Linked DNA regions of Danio rerio: region 2 is linked to region 1. The links are chromatin contacts, called in public Micro-C maps. All regions are on one chromosome and are shown on one strand. Each heading gives the region's core, a stretch centred on a gene start, on an enhancer-like site or on the middle of the called end of the contact. The rest is flanking DNA. Distances are from core to core; before and after follow the strand shown. Region 1 overlaps wdr70 (WD repeat domain 70). Region 2 overlaps LOC141376283.

Region 1 (5,811 bases), core at 2,736-5,235:
ACCCGCTTTAGGTTCGACCATTTTTAGCTCTTTTTCTTTGCCGCTACTAGCAGCAGCCTCCATTTCTGCATCTGTAGCGACAACAGACCGCAAAGGATGATGGCCACGCCTGGGCTGATGAAAATTGTAGTTTCCGCTACCCCCCATTCTTTCCATTTGCCTGAGCAAACTTTCACCAAAAGACCTATGATTTTATTGAGTCACAACCACGGTAATATTGAAAGAAATTGCTATTGCTGTATGACGTATTTACCATATTGTTACATCCCTAATAAAGAATACATGATTATATGGTGTCAAGGCTTAGCAATAAAAAAAGTGGTAATAATGAAAATCAATGGGGCAAAAACAGCCACCAACATAATGAAAGGGTAGTCAATTTGAACAAAACACAAGGGTTAAAATACTATAAAATGCCCATAATATTATATATAATATTATCATAATATTATAAACGGTAGATACATGTATTTTAAGCTGATGTATGATATTTACAAGTCTTACAATAGAACTTGTTTTTGTTTGTTTTAAAATGTACCATTTACATCCCTTTTTACCAAATCAAACCAAAAACCGTGACCACAAAACCAATACGAAACGAACTAGAGATTTTGTAAACGTGCCCACCCCTAACACATGTATAATCACAGACTCTGAAATCCCAAACCTTTAACCAAAACGAATTGTGTGAAGAAAGTGTCAGCATCATCCATCAGAGTGATGGGAAAAGAGCAACAGTAAGAGCAACACCTCCTCAATCTTGTAGAATAGCTTCAGCAACACTTTCCGCATGTGTCCTGATTGCGTTCAGCGCTGAGCGTACAGTGAAGAACAGCTGTGAGCAGATGATGGACGGACTGCTAAAGCCTCTCTCTCACCTCCTGATATTAAACAGATCAGTGTCAAAGTGGACCATCCGTTCGTCCGCTTGGACCCCCAGAGATAAGAATCACCACTCGAAATGACTCTGAGTTTGTTTTTCCTATTAAAAAGCCAGGCTGAATGCACCAGCTCAGATTCTCTACTGCTGTGTGAGCTGCCAAGCATTCAGATCGTCTGGTGGAACGGTGACTTTACATGCGCTCAAGACATTTAGCAAACAAGAAGGAAAACATGTAAATCGCTTTAACATCCCAGTTAAGCTTTATAGACTTCATGCTTATATCAGTTATAATGTTGCATAACAAGTCTCTATTCAAAGGTCTAAACCTGAATTTTACACTAAACTTGATTTACATAAACAAATCAACTATTAAAAAAGTGCCTTTAGCATTTAAAATAGAGTAATAACAAGTGAAAAGTGACTCTAATGTAATGCAGGGGTGTCAAACATAAGGCCCGCAAACGGGTTTAATCTGGCCCGCAAGATGATTCTGTAAAGTATAAACATAAGCTGCAATTTTTTACTAAAAGAAACTGCTGTTCCAATTGTGTCCACTGGATGGCGCAATAGCAAACTGTTAATTTAATCCAATTCACAAGCCTGAATCAGCATCAGTGTGACAGCTTTCTCAGACAGAAAGAGCACATCTGTACCCTGCCATACCACACTGAGGTGTTCTCACGAGGAAACGTAACTATTTTACGTTTTGTCAATTGAGTGGCTAATCTGTACGAGTTCAGTCGTATGAAAATGTACGTTATATATAAAATTAGGCGTTGCACCCAACCACATCTCTAAACCCAACCGTCATTGGTGGATAAGCAAATCATAATAAATTGTACGAATGAGATTGTCCGAATTCATACGTGATCAAAAGTTACGAATCGCTGTGAGATCGTGTTGTCCTCAGGCTACAATTTTGTATGCTGATCCTATTAAAACAAAAAAATAAACATTCTGAAGTTGTTGTTTTTAAGTAATATATATCATGATTTTACCCTTCCGGCCCACTTGGGAATAGATTTTCCTCTATGTGGCCCCTGAGCTACAATGAGTTTGGCACCCCCTGCTCTAACGCCTTGTTTCCACTGAGTGGTGCGGTTCAGATCGGTACAGTACAAGTCACCTTTATCAGGGTTGTGTCTCTGTGTAACTTTGACGACATAGTTAGTTTGAGCTCGGGTCGACCATGGCTTGTTATTATACAGGGCCGGCGCGTCCATAGAGGTGACCAAGGCAGCTGCCTAGGGCGGCAGTATAATGAGGGCGGCGTCCGCGACACCTCCCTCACAACCCGCATCTTCAGTTATCTTCACGTATAGGCGACAGAATAGAGAGGGCGGCGTCCGCGACACCTCCATCAGCATTGGGGTTGAGGGCGGTGTGATCGTCCTCAGTTACATCCGTGCATAGGGTGGCAGAATAGAGGTCTGCGACACCCGCGCGTCCTCAGTTAAATGCACGCATAGGGCGGCAGAATAGAGAGGGCGGCGTCAGCGACATCTCCTTCAGCACCCGCGCGTCCTCAGTCATATCCGCGCATATAGAGCGGCAGAATAGAGGTCCGCGACACCTCACTTCATTTTCATAACCGGTCACTTTCGTTTTCACATTGGGGTTCAGGGCGGTGTGATCGTCCTCTGCCTAGAGCGGCAGTTCAGCTTGCTCCGGGCCTGTTATTATATGTATATCTATTATTACGGTGTAATGTCTGGACTGTTTTTAAATATGATGGTTCCTTTGTTTTCCTTCTGGCTTGTTCCACGAGCGAGTGACACTTCTCTGTAAACCAATAGCGTTCAGCTATGCGTCTAGCTCCGCCTTTTGGTATCCTTTTACCAGGTTAGGTACCCTTTGCAAAGGGTACCCAAAAAGTCTTACGGTACGGTTCGCTTTTATGTATCTTTAGACAGTGGAAACGGCGCCGGAGTGGCGCAGTAGGTAGTGCTGTCGCCTCACAGCAAGAAGGTCGCTGGTTCGAGCCTTGGCTGGGTCACTTGCCATTTCTGTGTGGAGTTTGCATGTTCTCCACGTGTTCAAGTGGGTTTCCACTGGGTGCTCCGGTTTACCCCACAGTCCAAAGACATGAGGTACAGGTGAATTGGGTAGGCTAAATTGTCCGTAGTGTGTTTTTCAGCAGCTAGAAGGGCATCCGCTGTGTAAAACATGTGCTGGATATGTTGGCGGTTCATTCCGCTGTGGCGACCCCAGATTAATAAAGGGACTAAGCTAAAAAATGAACAAATGAATGACAGTGGAAACAGCCATAAAAACATACCGAACGGAACCATACCATCCAGTGGAAACGGGCCATTTTTGGTACCTTTTGACTGTAGAAATGGACATGAAAGTGTACCGAACCCTACTGTACCATACCACTGAGTGGAAATGGGCCATTAAAGGGGACCTATTATGCAAAAATCACTTTTATAAGGGGGTTTAAACAGTTGTGTGGCAAAAGTATTGGCGTCTAATGATAACAATGTATTAATTGTATTGTTTATAATCAGACTAGACTAAAACAGTCTGCAGAAACACTTTGACATCCTCTCTTTGTACGTGTCATCAAAAAGAAAAAGCCCTGCCCACTAGTCGCCATCTCTCCCTCATTAGCATAGGACGTTAGTCTTGTTTTTGAATCCGCCACTATGCTGACGCACAGGCATTTGTAGCTCCGCCCTCTTTAGAAAAAGAGCGCAATCTCATTTGAATTTAAAGCGACAGTCACCAAACTGACATAAGAGTCATACAACAGTATTTGTGTTGTATCTTGAGCTGAAACTTACACACATATAAAACGTTTTGGACACAGGGCCCACTGATAACCGTTTTAAATAATCGCGATTATGATTTATCCCATAATCAAGCAGCCAGGGTTTAAAATGTTCACTAGTTCCCACCTCCTTCTTTGCCTAAAAGATGAAGTAAGAACGATGGATGACAGACCCAGTAATGCCATGTAAATGAAAAAGAGAAGCGGTCCAAGCACAGAGCCCTGAGGAACTCCAGTAACCCAGAAAAAGCCTCAGTGGTGTCATCCGGCGCTCAGGACCACCAGTGTGATGCCCTGACCAAACAAACAGCAGCAAATCAGCCCATTTCTGCCCCATTCATCCCCGTCAGAGCAGACAGCAGGACACCCACGCTGATCATTTACAGCCCAGATCCACTGAAGACCTGCTCAGTGTCAGCGGCTGATGACCTTTGATCTCTGCATCCGGGACGGTCAGTCGTCCTGCACGCTCCGTCTGCACTGACACTGAACAGCAGAGCTTTATCGCATCTCTTAAAGTGGTATTGCATTATATTGGAAAAAATCTCTCATTTTTCTTTAATAAATATTGCGATATCTATTTGACAGTTTTCTGAGGAGTCTATGAGTATTCAGGTAGAGAAATTGAATAATCACAATGTTTAAAAGAGGCTTTTCTTCCTTTGCTTTGTCTAATTTCTAGTCTAAATATCTCTAAATTCTTGTGGATCAAGTAAAAATGTTATTTTGTTTTCCTTTTCGGAAGAAACTAGTCAAAATAAAGAGCAACCTTATGTGCCAACATGCAATGTAAAATAATCTTATATTTGCACAAAACAAGGGCAGCATCGTGGCTCAGTGGTTAGCACTGTCACCTAACAGCAAGAAAATCACTGGTTGGAGTCCCAGTTGGCATTTCTGTGTGGAGTTTGCATGTTCTCCCAGTGTTAACGAGGGTTTTCTTCAGGGTGCTCTGGATTCCCCCACAGTCCAAACACATGTGCTATAGGGGAATTGATGAACTGAATTGGCCGTAGTGTATGAATTTGTATAAATGAATCGTTTATCAGTGAAGGACAAAACACTAGCTGTGCATATACATGGATTTTGTGTATGCACACATTGTGAAAATGATGCTGCACTGATATATTGTGCATCCCCACCGTATTTCTGACTCAGAGATGCAGTAGCGATATGGGGAAAAACACACTTACGCTCAGGTTTCGGTCCCAGATCTGGATGGTCCCGTCCTGGCAGCCTGCGGCGATGAGTTTGCCGTCCCGGCTGTAGGTGCAGCAGGTGGGAATCACTCTCTTGCCCTGCTGGGATCGAGGCTTGAACACTGATTTGTGCTTCTTTTCGGAGGTCAAGTCCCACGTGCGCACAGTCCTGAGAATCAGATGTAAAAAAAAACTCAAAATGTAAAATAAAGTATAAATTAATTAAATAAAAACACACGATTACTTCAATAGTGAAAAAAAATATTTATCTTACACTACACCGTAAAAAATGCTGGGTTCTACACAATTCCTTCATGTTGTCCCAAGACAAATTGATCAAGTTAACGTAAACATTTTTACAAACATAAGTTGATTGAACATAAAACAATTAAGTTGTTACAAAAAACCCTTAAGAACTGTGTTGTTTCAACTCATTTTAAATAAAGAGATGGTACAAGCAGCAGACGTCATTTTTCTGAGAGCATGTTCAGTTTTAAATGACTAAACATAATATCAGTTCTTTCTATCAGAATATACTGGTATGATTACAAATAATATCAAAAATAATATCATGAATTTATTATCAAATAAAAACATAAATTATTTCAATAATAAACAATAATATCAGTTCAATTTCTTTATCTTGTCATTTAAAACATCAGAGTAGATGTAATGCAGAACGAAATTACATTACACCCAGTACCCAGGTAATGTATTCATCTGTAAATGAATATTTAGTTTAGATCAAAATAAAATGCATATTTAATTATTTAATAAAATACTAAACTTGTGTATATATTTATAAACACATATTTTCTATTACCAGTCTGGCCATTCTCCTCTGACCTCTGGCATCAATAAGGCATTTGCGCCCACAGAACTGCCGCTTCCTGGATATCTTCTCTTTGTCAGACCATTCTCTGTAAACCCTAAAGATGGTTGTGCATGAAAGTCCT
Region 2 (5,670 bases), core at 1,855-4,354, 570 kb after region 1:
TATGTAAATAAAAAATTTAAATAAATAATATAAACAATCAAATGTAAATAAATAAAACGTAAATTAATAAAATAATAAAAAAATTAATAAAAGTAAATAAAAATAATAAAAATGTAAACAAATAAATATGCAGATGAATTAATAATACAAACTAATAAATAAACAAATTTAAATAAATAAAAATATAACTAAACAAATGTAAATACATAAATAAATAAATAAATAAAAAAGTAAATAAATAAATAAGTCAACAAACAAATAAATAAAAGAATAAAATGTAAATAAATAAAAACTTAAATAAATAAATAATACAACAAACAAAAAATAAATAAATAAAATTTAAATAAATAAAAATAATAAATAAATAAAACATTTAAATACATAAATAAATAAATAGATGAATATTTTTTATAAATAAATAACATAAATAAATAAATAAATAAATATGTAAATAAACCAATGTAAAGAAACAAAATGTAATAAAATGTAAATAATTAAATAAATAAATAATACAAACAACAAACAAATAAATACATTTTACAATAATTATATAATCATTTTGTTTCAAGCACAAAAATTAATATTATAATTCATTATATTTATTATTATTATTATTATTATAATTAAGCTAAAACTGACAAAATGCAGAACCATTTTGATTGTTTGCTTTCATTTTGACATCTAAAAGCGCACTTTTACAGTTTTACAGGACTTTACCAGTCACGGAAAAAAAATTGCCTTAGATAAATCTTTATTTTTACCTTTAAAATTATGAAAAAAGTTATATACTGCAGCCTATTGAATTGCATGTTATGCTAAAATTGAACCAGTTTTCACGGTAATAACTGTAAATCTAGGTATCTTTTTTTAGGTATCTCTCTGGCTACACTAATGCCTTAAAATGCAACTAAATCATTTTTTAAATGACATTAGATTGTAACATTTAACTGGTTGGGTAATAGGCTACGTGAAGCGTGATGACTCGGTCAGCTGATTTCACTATATTTATTTACCGGTTATACCAGCCTGATCTAGCGAGGAAAAGTATTTTACGTTTTGTCAGTTTAGTGGCTAATTCGTACTAGATTTTTGTACGAGTTTAATCGTACGATTTTATAAAGGAGGCGTGGCAACCAACCCCACCCCTAACCCCAACCGTCATCGGGTGATGATCAAATCGTACTAAATTGTACCAATTAGATCGTACAAATTCATATGATTTAGCCACTAAATCAAAAAGTTACAAACTGCCGTGAGATAGCGTTGGTTATACGAATAGTCTAACAGTGGATTAGCTTGCATGTGTGGGCGTGATTGAAGTCTCTTCCTAAAACTTTAAACATTTATAGGCCTATTATTTGAAATAAAACGGAAAGAAATAAGGAGAATAAAATATGATTTAAAGCACTCGTTTGGCACTGAAGCCATGATCCGTCTGTGTTAATAAGCGGTATTGTTGCATAACCTTCATTGATGAAATCAGTAATAGCGAAACTGTGCATATTAATATTACTATAAAAAAAGGATAATCACTGCCTTAAGTCGGTAACTTAGGCAGTAATGCAAAGTAATAATAAATGTGAACAAATAGCCTAAATGAAAGGAACAAGAGGGACCAAAATCAGTCAACGGGTCTAGTGCCCCCTATGGGATTAAAACGCACTCTCAGTTATGACATCCTACAGCCTGAGCCATCTTTGATGTGCCTTCAGGGGCGGACTGGGACTAAAAATCAGTCCTGGCACTGTAGCCACACCAGCCCACATTACCACACCGACACAGCCCCATGCACGGACACGCACATTCACTACTTATATTGGTGAAATAATATAAGCAGTACCATATATGTAATAGATATTTAAACCTTTAATGTATGCGACTGGAACAAAAACACATTTATATATGCAATCGTTTCATTCATTCATTATCTTTTCGGCTTAGTCCCTTTATTAATCTGGATCACCACAGCGGAATGAACCGCCAACTTGTCCAGCATATGTTTGACGCTGCAGATGCCCTCCAAGGTGCAACCCACTGTGAAACCTCTATGCACACACATTCAGATACATGCACTATGGACAATTAAGCCTACCCAATTCACCTACAGCACGTGTGTTTGGACTTGTGAGGGAAACCAGGAGGAAACCCATGTGAACATGCAAACTCCACACAGAAACACCAACTAACCCAGCCGAGGCTCGAATTTTAGGCATTGAATTACTTATTTTTTTGCTTTCTCTGAGCTTTTCGGCACCGCCTTTCCTTTTTTATGGTCCATTTCTGACAATTAGCTTGTGTTGCACTTACTATTTTTTGACATTCTTGCCAGATTTTGATTACGTCCGCGTAACCTCTAATTGGGTCTGCCCATCTTGACCAGCCGGTCATTGCCGATTGGGCCAAACATTTATTATTATTATTACTATTATCATCGTCATCATCATCATAATACTCACATCTTGCAAAAGTTGCCTGCATGTAAAAACAATACATATAAACAAAATTAAAAATTAAAAAAATTAAAAATTAAAAAAATTTGCTGACCGGCCCACATTTAAAAAATGGTCCGGCCCTTCTGGCATTTGCCAGAATTGCCAGATGGCCAGTCCGCCCCTGTGTGCCTTATTATTAATAATTGCATTGGTATTTTGCTCAGCCTGTCATCAATGGTTCCTAAACAGTCTTGCTGCTGTTGAGATAAATCCAGCAGCTGAAAGTCACTTATCAGACACTTATCAGGATCACATGACACTGTACTCAGGCTCCGCCGTACTCGGACACCATTAACTAACAGTATCCAGTGTTGTGAGTGAAACTGTTACCACACAGAGTGTCAATGAGAGATTCAGCTTCACGACAAAGCGCAACGGTGTCGACTGGCAGCCGGCCAGGCACTAAGAGCTGGAGAAAAATACATGTAGATTAAACATTTGCTCCTTTCGCCCTCTTCTCCAGGGACGTCTCGTTGGGAGGAGAAGCGCGGATCTTATCTCCCCACACATTATTCTTCCAACCTCCCATTTAAAATCAGAAGAGCCCCTTCTGCCTCCAGCACTCCTGCGTTACACGTCCTATCTGCTGTTTGTCCCGAACATGATAACGCAGAACAATTTGTAAATGCAACCTGAGAAGTGAGAGGAGAACAATGACTCGTGTGAAAGGACAAAGAGAACAGGAGCTGTGGAAAATCTGGAGGTGACGCTCCTGTTTTAGAGATTAAGAGCGTAATTGAGACTCATGGAGTGAATGAAATGGGAAGCTGGATACATTTGTAGAGGAATATTTGGATGTTGAGGTTAATTAACTTTTTATCTATGTTATGGTTTTATTTATTAATTTTTTTGCAGTATTTCCTGTATTTCAGTAGTATTTTCCTATTTATTTATTTTTTAAATATTATTACAAACTTACTTTGTTTGATTTATTATTACAAACTTATTTATTTTGGTTCGGCGGTAATAAAACAGTTACATAAAAAAAGGTTTGTGTTATTACTATAATACTATAATTACATGATATTAATATTATACAACATTACTATCCCGTTAAGAAATTATAATTATTTTTTATTTGCTACAGAACAAACCACTGTTTACAGACCGCTAAATAACTAGTAAAATATTATATACTGTCATCATGGCAAGACAAAAGCAATTAGTTATTAGAAAGTGGTTAATGATCATTTATTATCATATTGATCATTTATTAAATAATATTAATAATTATTTCTTATTAATAATTAGAATATTTGTATTATTAGAGTTACACACTGAAATTCCACAGGATTATTTATTTATTTATCATTTATCAGTATATAATAGTTATAATGGTGTAAGAAACTACTGTAATAAAAAATCTGTTTAGAAAAATATTTAAATAAATAATAATTATTATTTAATAAATCATTTGTATTTATTTATTAATAACTAATCCTTATTATTTAATAAATAATTATGTATTATTATTTATTCTAACATTTTTATTATTAGCGTTGCACACCATAACTGCACAGAATGACTAATTAATTAATTAATTTATTATTTAACAGTATATAATGGTTATATACTTATTATTTAATAAATATATTTTATTATTTAATAAATAATCATTATTGTTTAATAAATAATACAGTTATTTATTAAATAATAATACAATTACTTATTAAATAATAATAATTATTTATTATAATATTTTTATTATTAGAATTACACACCATAACATTGCAGGATATTTTTTTATTTTTTATTTTTTTATTTATTTATTTATTTATTTATTTATTTATTTATTTATTTATTTATTTATTAAGTATTTAACAGTGTATCATAGTTTTTAATCATTTTTTCACCTTCATGGTATAAGAAACTATTATGATTAAAAAATATATATTGTAATAAATAATTATTAAAATATTAAAATATTAATAAAATATTATTAATTATTATGTAATAAAAATGTATTTATTATTCATTTAATACTTTTATTTATTATTTAACAAATAATTATTATTATTTAATAAACAATATTGACTATTTATTACATAGCAAATATGATTATTTATTAAATAATAATTAAATAATAAAACACCATTACTCCACGGGGTAATTTTAATTTTTATTATAATTGTTTGATTATTATTTGTTATTATTTAACTGTATATAATAGTTTTAAAAAAAATTTCACCCTGGTGTTTATAAGAAAGATATTTACCTCAGTACTTGCATGGTATGTCAAAAATAAAAAAATAAAACAACATATTTGTGTTTTCTCTTGCGCTTCTAATATATATTATAGTCTTAGGGTGTGAAGTTTTAATCATCTTTGATTATAACCCGAAAGCAGATTTATTGAGCCGACGCTGTTTACTCTCTGCAGAAATGAGAGGTCATAATTGGTTGGCTGAAATAATCTCATTCAATGGATCCGCGCATGCTGTTATCCAGAGGGGCTTACCAAGAATAATTCATGTGGCCCTAATGCAAGTAATTAGACAACATGAAGAACCCTGGCGCAGATGCTCATTACTAAACACCTTATTGTTTACATAATGTCAGCCAGTGCCAAACACGCTCATGCTAATATTAGGAGTGACTGTAGTGTCGTGTTAGTCTGCAGACGTCTTCAGAAGTGCACAGTGCTGTTGAACACTGTATTCTGTCCACAGTGTGGAGGTTTATTATGCGTAGACTATAGAATCTATCATCACTTTTAAACAGTAACCAATTGCGTTGGTTACATGGTAATTAATGTTGGGTTAGTGAGGAAATAAAGTCAATTAGTAGGGTTTGTATCTATGTAACTGGTATGCACCGGACCCAAATAACAGATGAATTTCGGTGCTTTATTTTGGTACCATTGGCCATTTAGGATCAATGCAAAGACTCATCTGTCATTGGGCTCTTTTAGGAATCAATCTCATGCTCTCCACTCCTTCATGACCACCACACCAGTTGCTCAGGATACAGCCTGGTCCAGGATTATGGAAACCTCTGGAAAAATAAAAACAGATTAATGTTAGCGCAGATGCTGTTCAAATTATAAAGTCTTTTGGGATCTGTTCCCGAACGGTTTAGTTTGATTCAATTATTTATGCTAAGCTAAAAGTGCTCCCATCAGACCCAGAGATCAGCTGTTTAACCCTAGAGGAGTTGTAAAATCAGCCTTTTTTTTTTT

What was found. Hi-C and Micro-C count contacts between places; a contact is called where the count stands out from the background.
Region 2: a contact with region 1 is called in a Micro-C map of caudal fin, with 9 times the contacts expected there. The contact joins two enhancer-like sites. A contact is called at or near these places in 2 of 18 Hi-C or Micro-C datasets (caudal fin and embryo) and 1 of 4 datasets of contacts at active chromatin or transcription factors (caudal fin).

The regions. Positions count from the first base shown.
Region 1 is chr10:1,885,501-1,891,311 of GRCz12tu, forward strand. It overlaps wdr70 (WD repeat domain 70), which reads right to left. Exons shown (of 18, transcript XM_073914328.1): 10 at 4,850-5,024. The region is part of intron 1 of LOC141376283; the gene reads right to left. Among named protein-coding and RNA genes, the nearest start is that of wdr70, 45 kb to the right of the region's middle. Within about 2 kb of position 3,986, at least 3 of the 62 cell types and tissues checked have an H3K27ac peak or open chromatin away from gene starts, as enhancers often do.
Region 2 is chr10:2,453,752-2,459,421 of GRCz12tu, forward strand. All of the region lies in intron 1 of LOC141376283, which reads right to left. Among named protein-coding and RNA genes, the nearest start is that of tdgf1, 83 kb to the left of the region's middle. Within about 2 kb of position 3,105, at least 6 of the 62 cell types and tissues checked have an H3K27ac peak or open chromatin away from gene starts, as enhancers often do.